Regions from separate parts of the Zea mays genome. Here all the other regions are linked to region 1. The links are chromatin contacts, called in public Hi-C maps. All regions are on one chromosome and are shown on one strand. The core of a region is the stretch at or near the end of the contact, and the rest is flanking DNA. Distances in the headings are between cores, read along the strand shown.

The links. A called contact is a pair of places that touch in the nucleus more often than the background predicts.
Region 2: a Hi-C map of endosperm shows a contact between it and region 1, with 2.2 times the contacts expected there. The contact joins the promoter of LOC100282456 here to the promoter of LOC100286233 in region 1. A contact is called at or near these places in 7 of 25 Hi-C or Micro-C datasets (bundle sheath, ear, endosperm and 3 more).
Region 3: a Hi-C map of leaf shows a contact between it and region 1, with 4 times the contacts expected there. The contact joins the promoter of LOC103652539 here to the promoter of LOC100286233 in region 1. A contact is called at or near these places in 7 of 25 Hi-C or Micro-C datasets (bundle sheath, ear, leaf and 1 more).
Region 4: a Hi-C map of tassel shows a contact between it and region 1, with 4 times the contacts expected there. The contact joins the enhancer-like site here to the promoter of LOC100286233 in region 1. A contact is called at or near these places in 8 of 25 Hi-C or Micro-C datasets (ear, endosperm, leaf and 2 more).

What each region holds. Positions count from the first base shown.
Region 1 is chr3:214,204,598-214,208,047 of Zm-B73-REFERENCE-NAM-5.0, reverse strand. It overlaps LOC100286233 (transcription initiation factor TFIID subunit 11), which reads left to right and starts at 1,601. Exons shown (of 4, transcript NM_001159121.1): 1 at 1,601-2,005. The coding sequence starts at 1,704.
Region 2 is chr3:214,457,914-214,461,363 of Zm-B73-REFERENCE-NAM-5.0, reverse strand. LOC100282456 reads left to right here and starts at 1,608. Exons shown (of 4, transcript NM_001155366.1): 1 at 1,608-1,841; 2 at 1,957-2,097; 3 at 3,397-3,450. The coding sequence starts at 1,668.
Region 3 is chr3:214,424,599-214,428,048 of Zm-B73-REFERENCE-NAM-5.0, reverse strand. LOC103652539 (THO complex subunit 2) reads right to left here and starts at 1,723. Exons shown (of 33, transcript XM_020550513.3): 1 at 1,395-1,723; 2 at 1,175-1,303; 3 at 613-654; 4 at 424-483; 5 at 274-336. The coding sequence starts at 1,538.
Region 4 is chr3:214,338,805-214,342,254 of Zm-B73-REFERENCE-NAM-5.0, reverse strand. No RefSeq gene overlaps it. Among protein-coding and RNA genes, the nearest start is that of LOC103651353, 20 kb to the left of the region's middle. Within about 2 kb of position 1,869, at least 13 of the 20 cell types and tissues checked have an H3K27ac peak or open chromatin away from gene starts, as enhancers often do. A contact at or near this core is called in ear, endosperm, leaf and 2 more, where this site is marked.

The DNA.
Region 1 (3,450 bases), core at 352-2,851:
CCAGGGCCATAATGGCCACTGGAATCGCACAAGGAGGGGAAAATAAAGGCTATGCACACACACACACACACATCAATTGTCGATCGTGGTCGTGGGAATCGCACCACAAACGAGCATGAACAAAAGGCGAAAAAACAAACCTGTCTCTACGCAAAGAAATTAATAAAAGTGTTTCCATACGCGCGCATCCCAGCCACAACAAGGCGCGAAGGCAGGCATATGCATGCATCTACGACCCGGCGCGCGGCCGTGTGAGAGAGGCTCTCGGTCTCGGCGCGAGCTGAGAGCTCGACACATCAGATACACACCACCGGCCGGACAGGGCAGATGAAGCCAAAAACCAGCCCGTCGTCCTGTCCAGTACAAGTATCAATTGTGTATAATACAATGCAAGAGAGCGCGGGCATCTCTTTTCCGCGAAAGCGAGGTGAGCGCAACCGATTGGAAGAAGAGCCGCGCGCAGCTAGCCATGGCGCCGGGAGTCGTCGGTCAGAGTTACGTTGGAAACAGCGCCGAATATTCACCCACACCAGCTCCTGGACAGGAAGAGAGAGAGAGAGAGATAGGCCAACACGAGGACGACGAGACGGTATAGCTAGAGTAATCGGCGCCGAAAAGGACTCTTCTGTCGTCTGCAGATGCATGGCACCACCGCCACGCACCTAATCTGCATTGTGCTGGGGGGAAGGGCCCTGATAAAATATACTACTCCGTGCGTAGTGTGTGTGATCTGCTGTTGCATCTGAAGGAAGTAAACAATTAATGTGGATCGTCATCGATTAGCTTGTGCGATCGAGAATCCTATGCGCTGGGGTGGTTTAGGTTAAACAAGCTAGCAAATGAGCCGCCACTACATGCGTGCGATACGAATTGTAGGAAAAGCTGGGGCAAATCCTATCCTAAATTCCTTCCCGGCCGGATAGGGCTAGCCTGCACGCGTTAGCTAGAATAGCTTTGAGATGTACTCCTAGATAGATAGACGATAGATGCATTTGCACTTGCGAGCGATAATGGATGGGAAGAAATTTAAAAGCTAATCATATTGTCGAACAACAAGCTTAGCTTAGCCAGCGAGACGTAGAGTGCAGAGTATCACGATCGCGACAGCGTCAGGTCTTGGTCTGAACTCTGAAGCGTGCCAAGTGGCCAACACGGAGGATGATAGCACCCTGGTGGGTCGCAGTTGGACTATAGAGTGAGGAGAGATCTTCATAGCATCTGGATGTGGTTCTTGGCTACCTTTGCCGTACACTAACTAATAATAATAAAAGAAAACATCATCACATATGTAGGCGCTAGCAGTTAGAATGTTCCATCATCTGTGTGTATGCGCTGTCGTCGACTCGTTGTTGACATAAAGCATCCTGGTGGGCTAACCCTCTTATATCCACATTCCATAGCATGCTCGATCCGATCCAGCCCATAGTTAATTTACCTGCACGTAATCAGCCCACTGCGCACCGTTCCCGAGCCCTGTGGGCCTAACCCATCCAAACGCGCAATAGGCCCAACACCAACCACGCCGTGCCAGACGCTGGCCTAGATCAAAGCTACGGCCTACGGGCAAAGCGAACGGAAGCCCCCGACGCACGCGCCCGCCTAGGCCCAGCCGCCCAGCCAGCTCGTCGGATACAGAAGACTCCTCTCCCTTCTCTGCATCCGTTCCCCGCCCTCTCGCGCATCCACCGCCACCGCGCCGCTCCATGAAGGACCCGTTCGAGGCGGCCGTCGAGGAGCAGGACTCGCCGCCGGACTCGCCGGCGCCGCCCGAGGAGGAACCCGGCGCCGCGGGCCTCGCGGACGACGCCGAGGACTACGACGGCGGCCCGCCCCCGCGCCAGCCGTCGGCGCCGGCGTCGCACGCAGCATCGGCCGCGGCCAAGGCCAAGGGCCGGGTCCAGAGGGAGCAGCAGGAGGATGACGACGACGACGAGGACCAGATGGAGGTTGACCTCGACAAGCTTCCCAGCAGCACTGGCGACCCTGACAAGCTCGCCAAGATGAAGTTCGTGCCTAAACTGTTCACTTTTTTTTTTAATCTAGCAAATGGCACTGCATTGTTATCTGTACAAATTCGCTGGTTACTCGTAATTGGAATGATTCTCTGAGGAGTAGATATGCGTTTGGGGGACTGCGAACCTTAATTCTGCCTATGTTAACCACATAGATCATTAACGATGCAAAGCAAATGGGTGGCCATTCCATGCCTTATTGCTGGTAGTTTTTCGTTGATTTTTCACAGGCCTAGCTGTGCTTTCTTACATAAACATAAAGTCATAAACATGTAGGTGTGGTTGCTGATCACTAGATCAGCAAGTTGGTGAACCCTTACTCTTGCTTTTGTTGAACACACAGAAACCAATTACATATAACAAAACTAGCAGCTCTCACTCTCAGTTGAATCATGCTACCACATCAATATTAGTGTTAGCATTGTTTGCCCTTATCTTTTGTATGGGTGTTTGATAGTAGGCTTGTTTCCATGATCCTTTGTATTTAGAAAGTTATTTGTCTCAGCATATGTTGGTGCCAGCATAGCCTGTTCCCAACTCCAGGTAGAAGGAGGAGGGTTGCGTTCTCTGTTCTTAAGGCGTCGCCTAGGCGTCCGGGCGGTGGTCTAACGCCTAGGCGCCTTGCCCGCCTACCTCGCCTAGGCGTCGCCTAGGCGTCCAGGCGGTGCTCCAACGCCTTGGACCGCCTTACCGCTTTAAAAACCATGGTTGCGTTAGGCGTGGCGAGCTAGCTATAAAAAAAATTAACCACTCATATGGAGATGAAACCCAATAGAAAACCATTGGTGCGTAACCCTCTTAGCGACGCATCATATCGGAGTATTGTGTTAAATGGGCAAGGGCCGGGCCGCCACCCTCTTGGTGGCGCACCGTGTCGTGATTTGGATGCGTTGTCAAGTGAGCAAGGATCGTGTCGTCGCTTCCTTAGTGGCGCGCTACATCGGCGCCCGGATGTAGTGACAAATGTGCAAGGGTCTTCGCATCTGTCTCAATGGGTGTGAGGGGTAAGTAAGCTAGTTGAGCTGACTACGATCCGTGTAGGTAGTTGGAACGTAGGTTCCCTTGTAGGTAAGCTAAGAGAGTTAATCGATGCAGCGAGCAGGAGGCGTGTTAATATCCTATGTGTCCAGGAGACAAAATGGAAGGGGCAAACAGCGAAGGAGGTGGAGAACACTGGTTTCAAGCTTTGGTACTCAGGAACAATGGCAAACAAAAATGGAGTAGGTATCCTGATTGATAAGGGCCTCAAGGATGGAGTGGTGGATGTCAAAAGGTAGGGAGATAGGATTATCCTAGTTAAACTAATTTTGTGGATGTAATCTTGAACATTATAAGTGCATATGCCTCTCAGGTTGGTCTCAGTGAGAGCGAGAAGAGGAAGTTCTGGGAAGACTTTGATGGCTTGGTTAGAGCAGTACCCAACAATGAGAAGCTTTTC
Region 2 (3,450 bases), core at 359-2,858, 250 kb before region 1:
ATGGGCAGCCCTGACGTCTGCGCGCGCTGCGCGCGCATTTAATGCTGCGCAGGGAGCCGTTGGCGCCGCAGAGAGCCGTTGCTCCGCTGGCACACCGGACAGTCCGGTGCACACCGGACAGTCCGGTGAATTATAGCGGAGCGGCTGTCGTGAAAACCCGAGGATGACGAGTTCCGGAGGCCGCGGTTCGTTGGCGCACCGGACATGTCCGGTGCACACCGGACAGTCCGGTGAATTATAGCGCGCCGGCCTCCGCGAATTCCCGAGGGCGAAGGGTTGAAGTCGAAGTCCTCTGGCGAAGGGTAGAAAACGAAGTCTACGGGCGCACCGGACACTGTCCGGTGCACACCGGACAGTCCGGTGCCTCCAGCCAGAGGTGCCCTCGGTTGCCTTATTGCTCCTTTGTTGAATCCAACACTTGGTCTTTTTATTGGCTAGATGTGAACCTTTTGCACCTGTATAACTTATACACTAGAGCAAACTAGTCAGTCCAATATTTGTGTTGGGCAATTCAACCACCAAAATTATTTAGGAACTAGGTGTAAGCTTAATTCCCTTTCAGTTGGTACAATCATGAATGCATCCGTTGCAGGTGATGGGAGAAAAGGATGACCCTAAGAGGGCAAAATTGGCTTGTATAGAAGGGAGGGGGCTTGCTGCCTCTTGGGATGGCAGTCACACCCGTGGGTGCGGGTGTCCACGTGTTTCACACCCATTCGTGTAGGTTTGGGTGTTAAATTCCACCCATGTGTTTACACTTGTCCTGACCCGCAAAATGATGGGATGGCCTAGATGTGACTTTTCATCCATGGGTGCCTAATGGGCACCAAAATATTAATTTTGAGTAATTGTTCACATGTAATTTTGGTCCAACCCAATGAAACCTTAGGTTGTCTACTCATCTTCACTTTTTTCAAATGTGAACTAGTCAGGTGCCCATGCATTGCCACGATTTCTATATATCATATGAGTAGACTTTGTTTCAATAAGACACAAAAATGTGTGTTCTATATGTTAGCTGGTGTGATTGTGGAGCCAATAACTAAGGTCCAAACCCTTGCTTATGCATAATTTTACATTATTTTTGTATTAAACGGGAAAGATGACACGGAACGACCGTTGAAACTGGTGCTTTATATAGTAGAGATTGATATTGAAATATCCATTGTGTGCTTCTAAATAATTATATGTAGTGTGCTTCTAAATATTTATATGTGTTTTCATTATTTTTGTGATGCTTTTATTTAATTATTTTTAATTGTCGATTACCTAATGGGTGTCAACACAGAGTGAGTGCAAGTGTGACATGCTAGGTGTCAATATGGATGGACTCCCCTCATTCACACACCCATAGGCGGCAGGTCCCACAGAAATCCCAATTTCTATCACAATTAGATCCCTGCCGTTAAAGTGCCCGACACCATTTTCTCAATTTTCAGTTTTAGAATATAGTTTTAAAATTTTGAATATTTTTAAATGTGAAAATGAAACACTACAACAAATTGGTAGCACCCAAAGCCGAATGAATGGGTCAAAAAACACAAGGCCTTAAGCCTTCCGTTGTGCTCCGCGAGGAAAGCGAGGAGGCGGCCGGTTCGGTGCTGAGTGCTGAGTTGTTGACCAACGGGAAGTCCAGTACCCAAGCGGAGCCACCAAGGAAAGGAGGAATGGAAGCCACCGGCGCAGCCTCGCAGCCCTCGGCGCCGCAGACAACTCACCCGGCGGTGGCGCCGCTGGCCTTCCTACTGGGGAAGTGGCGCGGGGAAGGCGAGGGCAGCTTCCCCACCATATCCTCCTTCCGGTACGGCGAGGAGCTCCTCTTCTCGCATCATCCCTCCAAGGCGTGTGGCCCTCTCTACCTGCGATGTTTCTCTCGCGAGAAAATCTTCCCTTCGGCTGCCAAATTCTTAGAGCTTTTTCTTTGGCTTACGGATCGGCGGTGGTGGGTGGCTGCAGCCAGTGATCTCGTACACGCAGAAGACGTGGAAGACGGCGTCTGGCGAGCCGATGCACGCCGAGAGCGGGTACTGGCGGCCCCGCCCTGACGGCTCCGTCGACGTGGTCATCGCTCAGAGCACTGGCCTCGCCGAGGTCCAGGTGAGCTCCTCACTCCTCAGGCCAGTAGGCTTCTTCTCTCTCTCTCTTTTTTTTTCTAAAAAACGAGTTTTACCTCTGCTTTTCAGAAAGAAAAAAAAACAGACCCCCTTGGTCCTTAGGCCTACTGACCATCTTCCATTTTGCCATATGATATCTGAAAATTTATCATCAGCCCCTTGCCAGAGAAACTTAGCCTTAATGCTATCCAGTGCTCATGAATTCTTTCCTGCGGCTTATAAAAGCTCATACGGTAAAGTAGGATACTGCTTAAACAAGAATCTGTTAGGATCTGTCTGCCTCTAGAAGTTAAAAACTTCTTTCTCCAAGGATCCAACATCTTCACCATCTTTCAAGCATAATGGGGTGGGCCGGTGGGGTGTGCATTTTTGGGGACAGATGCACATTGCTACCTGTGCATGTGCCATCGCATATGTTGCATAGCTAGACCCTGGTGAACTACTTATACTTACTACACATCTGTTGCTTGTACCGGCATCTGAAGAATGATTTATGCTGTTGTGGCTAGAGATGAAGGACATGAGTATCTCTAATTGTGGCACTGAAACTATTATCAGACCAGCATTCCATTGGAGAAGTTGTATTATGTTTATGTATTAGGAGATTTGCATTATCGATGATCGATAGGAAATGAATATAATTGTAGAAAATTAGTGACCAGCGGAATGGCCGCCCGGGCTTGTCGGCAAAGTGCAAAAAAATATTTGTATTATAGAAAACACCGTATCTTTTTAGATTTTATACAATGAGAATCATCCAGGCTTGTAAAAGTTTCTGGGTCTACCACCTCTTGATGTTTTTACTTTTCTTGATGGAATGGAACTATGGAGCAGTACATTTTCAGACAGTCTAGTTGCAAATGATAATTGATACATGAGTGCAAAATAGTTACTAGTTACAGCTAATAGTCATCCTTGTGCCTCTTCAAATTGTTGCTAAATGGAAAGTATAAGGCTATTTCTAGCAGCCTTACTCATATCATCTCATATTTCAAACTCCACTTTGTAAAAAGTACAGACTGCATTGTAAAACAGTGTTTTGTGGGATCATATGCACGGTCTGCTGGCCATAGCCTAAGTTCACCTCATAGTAGTTTTCATTTAAATTTAAATATGTTGCTATAGTAGTTCTCATTTAGATTTAAATATGTTGCGCCTTGGACTAAAAGGCACTTGCTAGCTGAAAATTATGTCACTTTTCTGGAAACTTGTATGCTATTCATAGCTTAAGTAACGTGTGTTTGGTTTATGGAGCCACTTTTTCGCTTCTATGGAATTGCAGAAGGGTTCATTTGATGCTGAAAAGAAAACAGTGACACTCCAAAGCGAACTCGTA
Region 3 (3,450 bases), core at 474-2,973, 220 kb before region 1:
TCAACGTCAATCGATCATATAGCTAATGTTAAAAGAAAAAACATATCACCGAATAATATGAGGCAAAAGTAAATCACTCAAGAACCACGATAATAGAGGAAAGGTAAGGACATGAATGTGATTGAGAAAAAGAATAAGGATACTATGAATATACCATGGTAAATTAGTTTACTTAAAAAAAGTTTAACAATGTGTGCCCGCAATAAGATGCCAGCATAAAACATCATGACTCAACGTGTATGACAGATAGAGAAATCAGCACATTATGCGTACCTCCTTGGATTTTAAATCCTGGCCTTTTAGCTTACTTTGCTCAACTTCCCAAAGGAAATCTTCCTTCAAGTCCATGGGTGGAGGAAATAGAAAGCATGTAATGTATCAGCTTTATCTTAAACTGATGCCAAAAGGAATAAAAAAACTCACTTCACATCGCTCTTGCAGAAGCTTAGGCACAGTAATCAACGACTCCACAAATGACTTAGTCTGCAAGATGAGTATCCATATAGAACTCAATGAGCACTTAAGCAGTCCCATTTTTAAACCAACAAGAAAGTAGACATCGAGGAGTACGAATTGTTTCATTTGCTTTAGAAGTCATGCCTAACTTATTACCATTTTAACAAGACGGCTGCGATATTCACCAGATATTGTAATCTGCATTTTGAAGTAAGTTAGAATGACTAAACACTATTAGAGGAATGTCACTAAACCAAAACACGAGGAGAAAAACTCATCCAAAAAAACACAGGTGCCAAAGCTCATGTCAGGTAAAACGTAAAAGCAGTGAATCATGGGTCAAAGTCTAATAACCTAATTGCAGCAGATAAATAAAAAAGCAACAGAGGCAGGAAAACATTTAAAATTATATGATGGGAAATGGTAATGGCACAGTGAATAGTATTATTTGCATTTATACAGTGTCGTCTCTATTGTCCACCTTTTAGTTCAAAGAAATGCATCGAAACAGAACTTCTTAGAGACACAGACACCTCATAAACGCTACAAAGTGGCCAATTCAGTCCATATACACATAGCTAGTGCCACCAAAACACATGACAGGATACAATCATACAATCCTAGTCTGAGAAAGTTAACTAATCAAATACACACCAGACACCACGAAACAAACTTACTACCCACAACGATGGCATCAGAATAAATTGCATATACTCACGTCCTGTCCTAGGTGGGCAATGATATCAACGAGCACGGAGCCGAGCTCCTCCTCCCGCCGTGCCTCCTCCACGAACACCACCGACTCCAGTGCCACTCGGCTCTTCTGGGGCGGCAAGTCGCCCAGCACCTGCGCATCCCAGCCCACCCAGTCAGCACAGAAGGACCAACGGGTGGAGGAAAACCAAATCACGGAGCAACCCGAACTGTCGAAAGCTTACAATCGCCCAGCAGAGCTCGTAGAGGAAGCGCGCCATGGGGACCGGATCAGGGATGCGGAAGGCGCCGGCGGACTGGCCCTTCCATTCGCGAAGGGACTCATCCGTGATGTGCTTGTAGTCGGGCGCCTGCAGAGGGGGCGACATGGCGGTGGCGGCAGTGTTGGTTCGGGTGAGGGTTTTGGGGATTAGGGTTTCATGGGAGCTGCCAAAGGCCAGAGAAAGAGGAGCAGGACCGGGGTGGTACCGATGGAGAAGGCGAGGAAGACAAGGACGGCAGAAGCGCGGTGTGTGCAAGCAAGAACGGGATGCGTGGCTTCCGTTTTTTGTTTTACACCAGTGAAAACAGAGGCTTGCCTAGTGCGATCTAAGCTGTCAACGGTCCAGATCCAGCGTTCATAATAGCTACCAAAGTAAACGAATATGTACATTTCAACAGAGTTTATATATTGGATCATTTGTTCTCGTTTGTGCATTTTAGAATCAGATTATATATCGTAGTTATATACTCCCTCTATCCCAAACTAAAATTCGTTTAAGAATTTTAATGAATCTATACAATGTTGATGTATGTTTTTTATATATAAATATTTACCATCATCCATTTAAATATAGTAACAAAAAATAAGAGTTAAGCCGAATAATAATTTAGATCCCTTGTATTCATACGATAGATGAGTTTAAATTGTGGATAGATGGTAAATCAATTATAGCTTTATTTGGATGCTCGTGTATCTCATATTCTCATCCAGTCCATGTGCGTTGGAATGTGATGTTAAATTTTTTGGCTACTTTCTTCAATTGTGACAAGTAGGATATATAATTTATATTCTTGTGTGTAGCATTGAGCTTATTAAGATTCATAAAAAACAAACATTAAATTTGTTCTAACCCTTTTTAAATGATTGGTATAAAATCCAGATACGCATACAGATTCAAATTTGGGTGTTTTTTACTTTTTCCATGTATGAAGAAAACAATGCACGAACAAATATACAAAAAATTATTCTTGTTTTTCATAATATTCTTAACAACATAATTAAATATTAGCACCAAATTACATGTATATCTATGTTAAGATATTGAATTTATCATATACTAAATAAAATTAGTTACTCGCGCTCACAAAGTGGGTCGAGTGACGAAAGAGTGTGATGTAGTGATTTTGAAGAAAAAAAAATCACACTCTAGTATTAGATAGAGAGAGATTTATATGTTTTTTAGGTCTTTAGCTTTGACTCTCGCATTTTTTTCAAACTTACACACTATGATGTTGCACAGACGTTGAGACTGGGAGATTAGTACAACCACACTCGTAGCTTGTGTCTTATAGCATAACTGAACATTAAGGGACAGTTGGATCTCTTTATTTTAAAGGAATTGAAATTTACTTAATATAGTAGCCTACTTAGTTTGAGATTTGGTATTCAACCACTTTTTAAAGTTCAAATATAAACATGTCTCAAATTCATAGAGTTGAGGGATTGAAATTGATTTTATATATCTTTAAGCTATGACTCTGCTCTGCAATTTATAACACGCTCTTCAGTTCGCTCATCTGTACCGAAAATATTGCACATAAATATCTTCCTCATATAACTAACAGTGGTATACAAATATGTTATGCGTTGAACCATGTTAACTTAATTGATTTATGCCTAAATTACTGTTATAAAATGGGATTCAATGCCAAGAATCCAAACGGGCCTAACTGTATTTTCTATCTATATCAGTCACAACCTGTTAGCAGATGCAATTACGATTTCCATGTATCAATACATGTCATCCACAAATATATATTTAGCTATCCATGTCACTTATTAATATTAAGTTATAATAGTTTATCACTTTATATAAGTAACTAATTATAGTCTAATTTGATTCTAACTCACCTACTGTTCCTCATCAATGTACAAGATATGCTTATAGCCTAGATGGTCGATGATGACAAACTATCAACGTAAAGCATGTTCAATGATGCCATCGAACCATTCGAAGGATTGTACTGATAGTCAATAATGTAACATGGAACATTACTAGTAGTTAGGAGATCCAATAG
Region 4 (3,450 bases), core at 620-3,119, 130 kb before region 1:
GACCTGGGCGCAGGGCAACACGAAAGCCGCGGGTTTCCCCTTTGCTTGTTTCTTTCCCCCTTCGTGCTCCGTCTCGCGCCGACCCATCTGGGCTGGGACACGCGGCGACAATTTACTCGTCGGTCCAGGGACCCCCCGGGGTCGAAACGCCGACAAGCATGGTCTAACATGACCCATTTGTGGACCGACCTTACTCGCCCTAATCTAACCCACCTTATATACAAGTATGACCAACTCGGTCCTCACTTTCGAGCTCTGTTAAAAAGACATAAAAAACAACAATAAAAATTAGGGAAAATTAAATTACTTTTGAGCTAGGTTACAAGATAGGCCCTGGGCCGCCTAGCACGACACGACCCGTTTAAAATTAGTCGGATCATGCTTGTGTTCAGACTTTCGGCCTACCAGAACGACACAATCCACTATTTATCTGTGTCGTGTCTTGGTCCGATTAAATTGATACGGTCTATGATAGATTACTTATATGTTAACCTCCCATTGTTTTTTTAAACTGAGAAGCCAGCCCATTGTTAAAGAATAATCAAATATAAATTGTCAGCCCAACCCGGTGCTACCAAAGTCTTCGGCTGCTTCGTTTCTCGTTTATGGGCCTAATTAATAAACAATTAAAAGTGAAGATGGGCCACTTCAAAGTACAAGACATTGGGCTCCTTTGCCATGGTTTTAGATTCCTAGATCTAAATCGAATCATCTAAAGTAACCGTCCGTTTAGCTAGCTCGCTAGATTCTTGAAACTAGAACAAGAAAAACTAGGTTTTAGGTGTTACCGATCAGTGGTATCCGCGCAGACAGACGGCTATGAGAACGAGGAGGGAGGGAGTATCCGTGGTTGAGTGAGGCTCGTCGACGCGACGGTGCCCAAGCTCTCGTTTTCACGTTTTGGCCTGGCTCTGCCACTGGACGACGACAGGGCGTGAGAGCAGCACAGGAATGAGATGGCGAGCTCGACAAAAATGCCTAGCGGTCTCAACGGGATGGCAATTGGATGGAGTTTTAACCGCAGTTTTTCTATTATTTGTCGAGAATAGTTCATTTAGTTAGACTCTTGGAGTTGCTTTAGCTAACTTTTAAACTCTATAAGACTATAGGCCTGTTTAGAGAGGAGCCTACGGCGCCGCAGCCCGCCACACCTGCGGCGCCGGCCGATTTGGGCGCCACACCCGCGGCAGCCGGAGTGTGGCGTGGTGTGGCGCTCGAGCCAGCCCACCAAACAAGCCCTATAACTCTAACGACGTGAGGTGTGCTCGCGAGGCCTGTGACAGTAGTTTGCGCTTAGGAGATAAACGGCTTGTTTTACTTGTTGAATGAACCTAACGCTCAAATCGGTCGAACACAACACTCACCTGCACGATCTAGCTAGCCAGGTAATTAGGGCAATTTAAATTTGCCGCAGGTTCAGCAGGTCACACACACACTAGAGACTGCAACTCACAATTACTACAGACAGTGGAAGTGGAAGGAGCAACGCTCTCAGATGAGCGCAGCGGAGCAGAGCAAGAGCCAAGAGCAATCAAACGGGCCAGAAAACCGTGGCGCCGTCCGCGACCGGCAAGAGCAATCAAACCTGCGGCCGCGAGCATTTCACGTACAGACGCGAGCTCTGGAGCAGCGAGGAGCGTACTACCTCAGTACCTCCGTGTCTGGTGTCAAAGGCGAAGACGCTCGGCGTACTACAACACAGTGATCGATGGAAACATGCCCCTAGCTAATTCCCTAGTCGTACGGCGCGCGGCATGACCACCATTCCTGCAGCCAGGTTCCTGTTTCGGCAGGGGCGCACGAAGCTGCGAACCGCAACCGCAACTTCCAGTCTTCCACTCCCGTACCAAGAGCCAACGGTTTCCCAGGGTTGACCGGACCAGAGGCATCAGCGTCATGCAGCCATGTGAGCTACCGGTACACCGTACCGGAGTTGTAGTCGTCTCGAGAAACCCGCTGCGTCGAGTTTGAGAACCTCAGGGTCTGGTTCACGAAATATAACGTAAATAGTAATAGTAATGATTTATACTCGAATATTAGTAAATTTGAACAAGCCAATATTAGTTTATAGTTTAGTATCTCATTACGATTAGATTTAAACAAACATGTGACCACAGACAGTGGCTCTCAGTTTCAGTCCCGGAGACGGACGTCGAGTAGCAGCTAGCTAGCGCAGCATGCAGGGAGAGACGATGGATGACGACGACGCCCAGCGCCCCCCTACCTGTCACCTGTGTTTCTTTTGAGCCATTATTTCAGTTGCCGCCGGTAGGAAAATACACCGTGGGCTGCTGACGCGACCTTGGCACAAAGAACACGCCAGCTGCTCTGCTCGTCGTCGTCGAGCTCGATCGTGTCAGCTGATAGCTCCGCTGTGTCGTTTACGTCCGCGCCACGCGCGCGCTCGCTGCCTCCTGGCTCCTGGCGCTGCTCCTCGTCTTCCTTTCCCCATCCGCAGATGCGCTTTTGCCGCGACCGTTTGCGCATGCAGTGCAGGGATCATGGGGTTCATTCATGGCGCGGTTAATTTACCACGTACGTCACGTAATAAGAGCATGCATGCATGCAGTTGGGAACCAACAAGAACAAGCTAGGGGACACAGGTATCTGTGGGATCGTGACTCATATACTGCTCATATATATGCTGAATTCAAACCTCGCAAATTCCCTTTTGGATTTAATAAAGAAACTAGACAATATATTGTAGTAGTTTTCCTGTTGTGTAATGTCCATCTACTCACAGAGTGGCCGTTGTGACCATCAAACGTAACGGTTTGAACATTGGATCATTGATATCGTCTAACTTTTTATTATTATTATAATTTCAAAGGCCGTGCTGATACATTTCTCTTCCCGAGAACATATCCACTACGTGCCTACGTGCACATGAGTGTTTGGTATACATGAACTAACAAAGTTTACAAAAATATCTGAAAAAAATTCATACATATTCTTTCAATCTTACTCCAATTATATACAAAATTTTAAGTTAAAAATTCATTATACTTTAGCCATAATAAAAAAAGATAAAATTTCTGATAAGTTTAAATTATAAAATCGTCTAAAATATTATCTTTTTTTATAACTAAAATATAACGATTTTGAACTTGAAACTTTGTATATAATAGGAGTAGGATGAAAATAATATGTATGATTTTTCCAGATTTTTTGGTAAATTTTATTAGTTCATGTGCACCAAATACTCATGTGCACCGGATGTGTTCCGTTCTCTTTAATATGGTATCATAAGTTCTATGGGAAGTAGGAAAACAAAGCATCTGACCCATGCATTAGCTCACGTCCTAAAGGATAGGGTACAAGACAACGTATTCTTTATGAGCAAAGGATGAAGTTCTAACCGGTACGTACGATATAATTAGTACTCGGATTGTAAGCCGATTAAGTCTATATCTCATAATTGATTTGTAACTTTAGCCCCTGCATGTATAA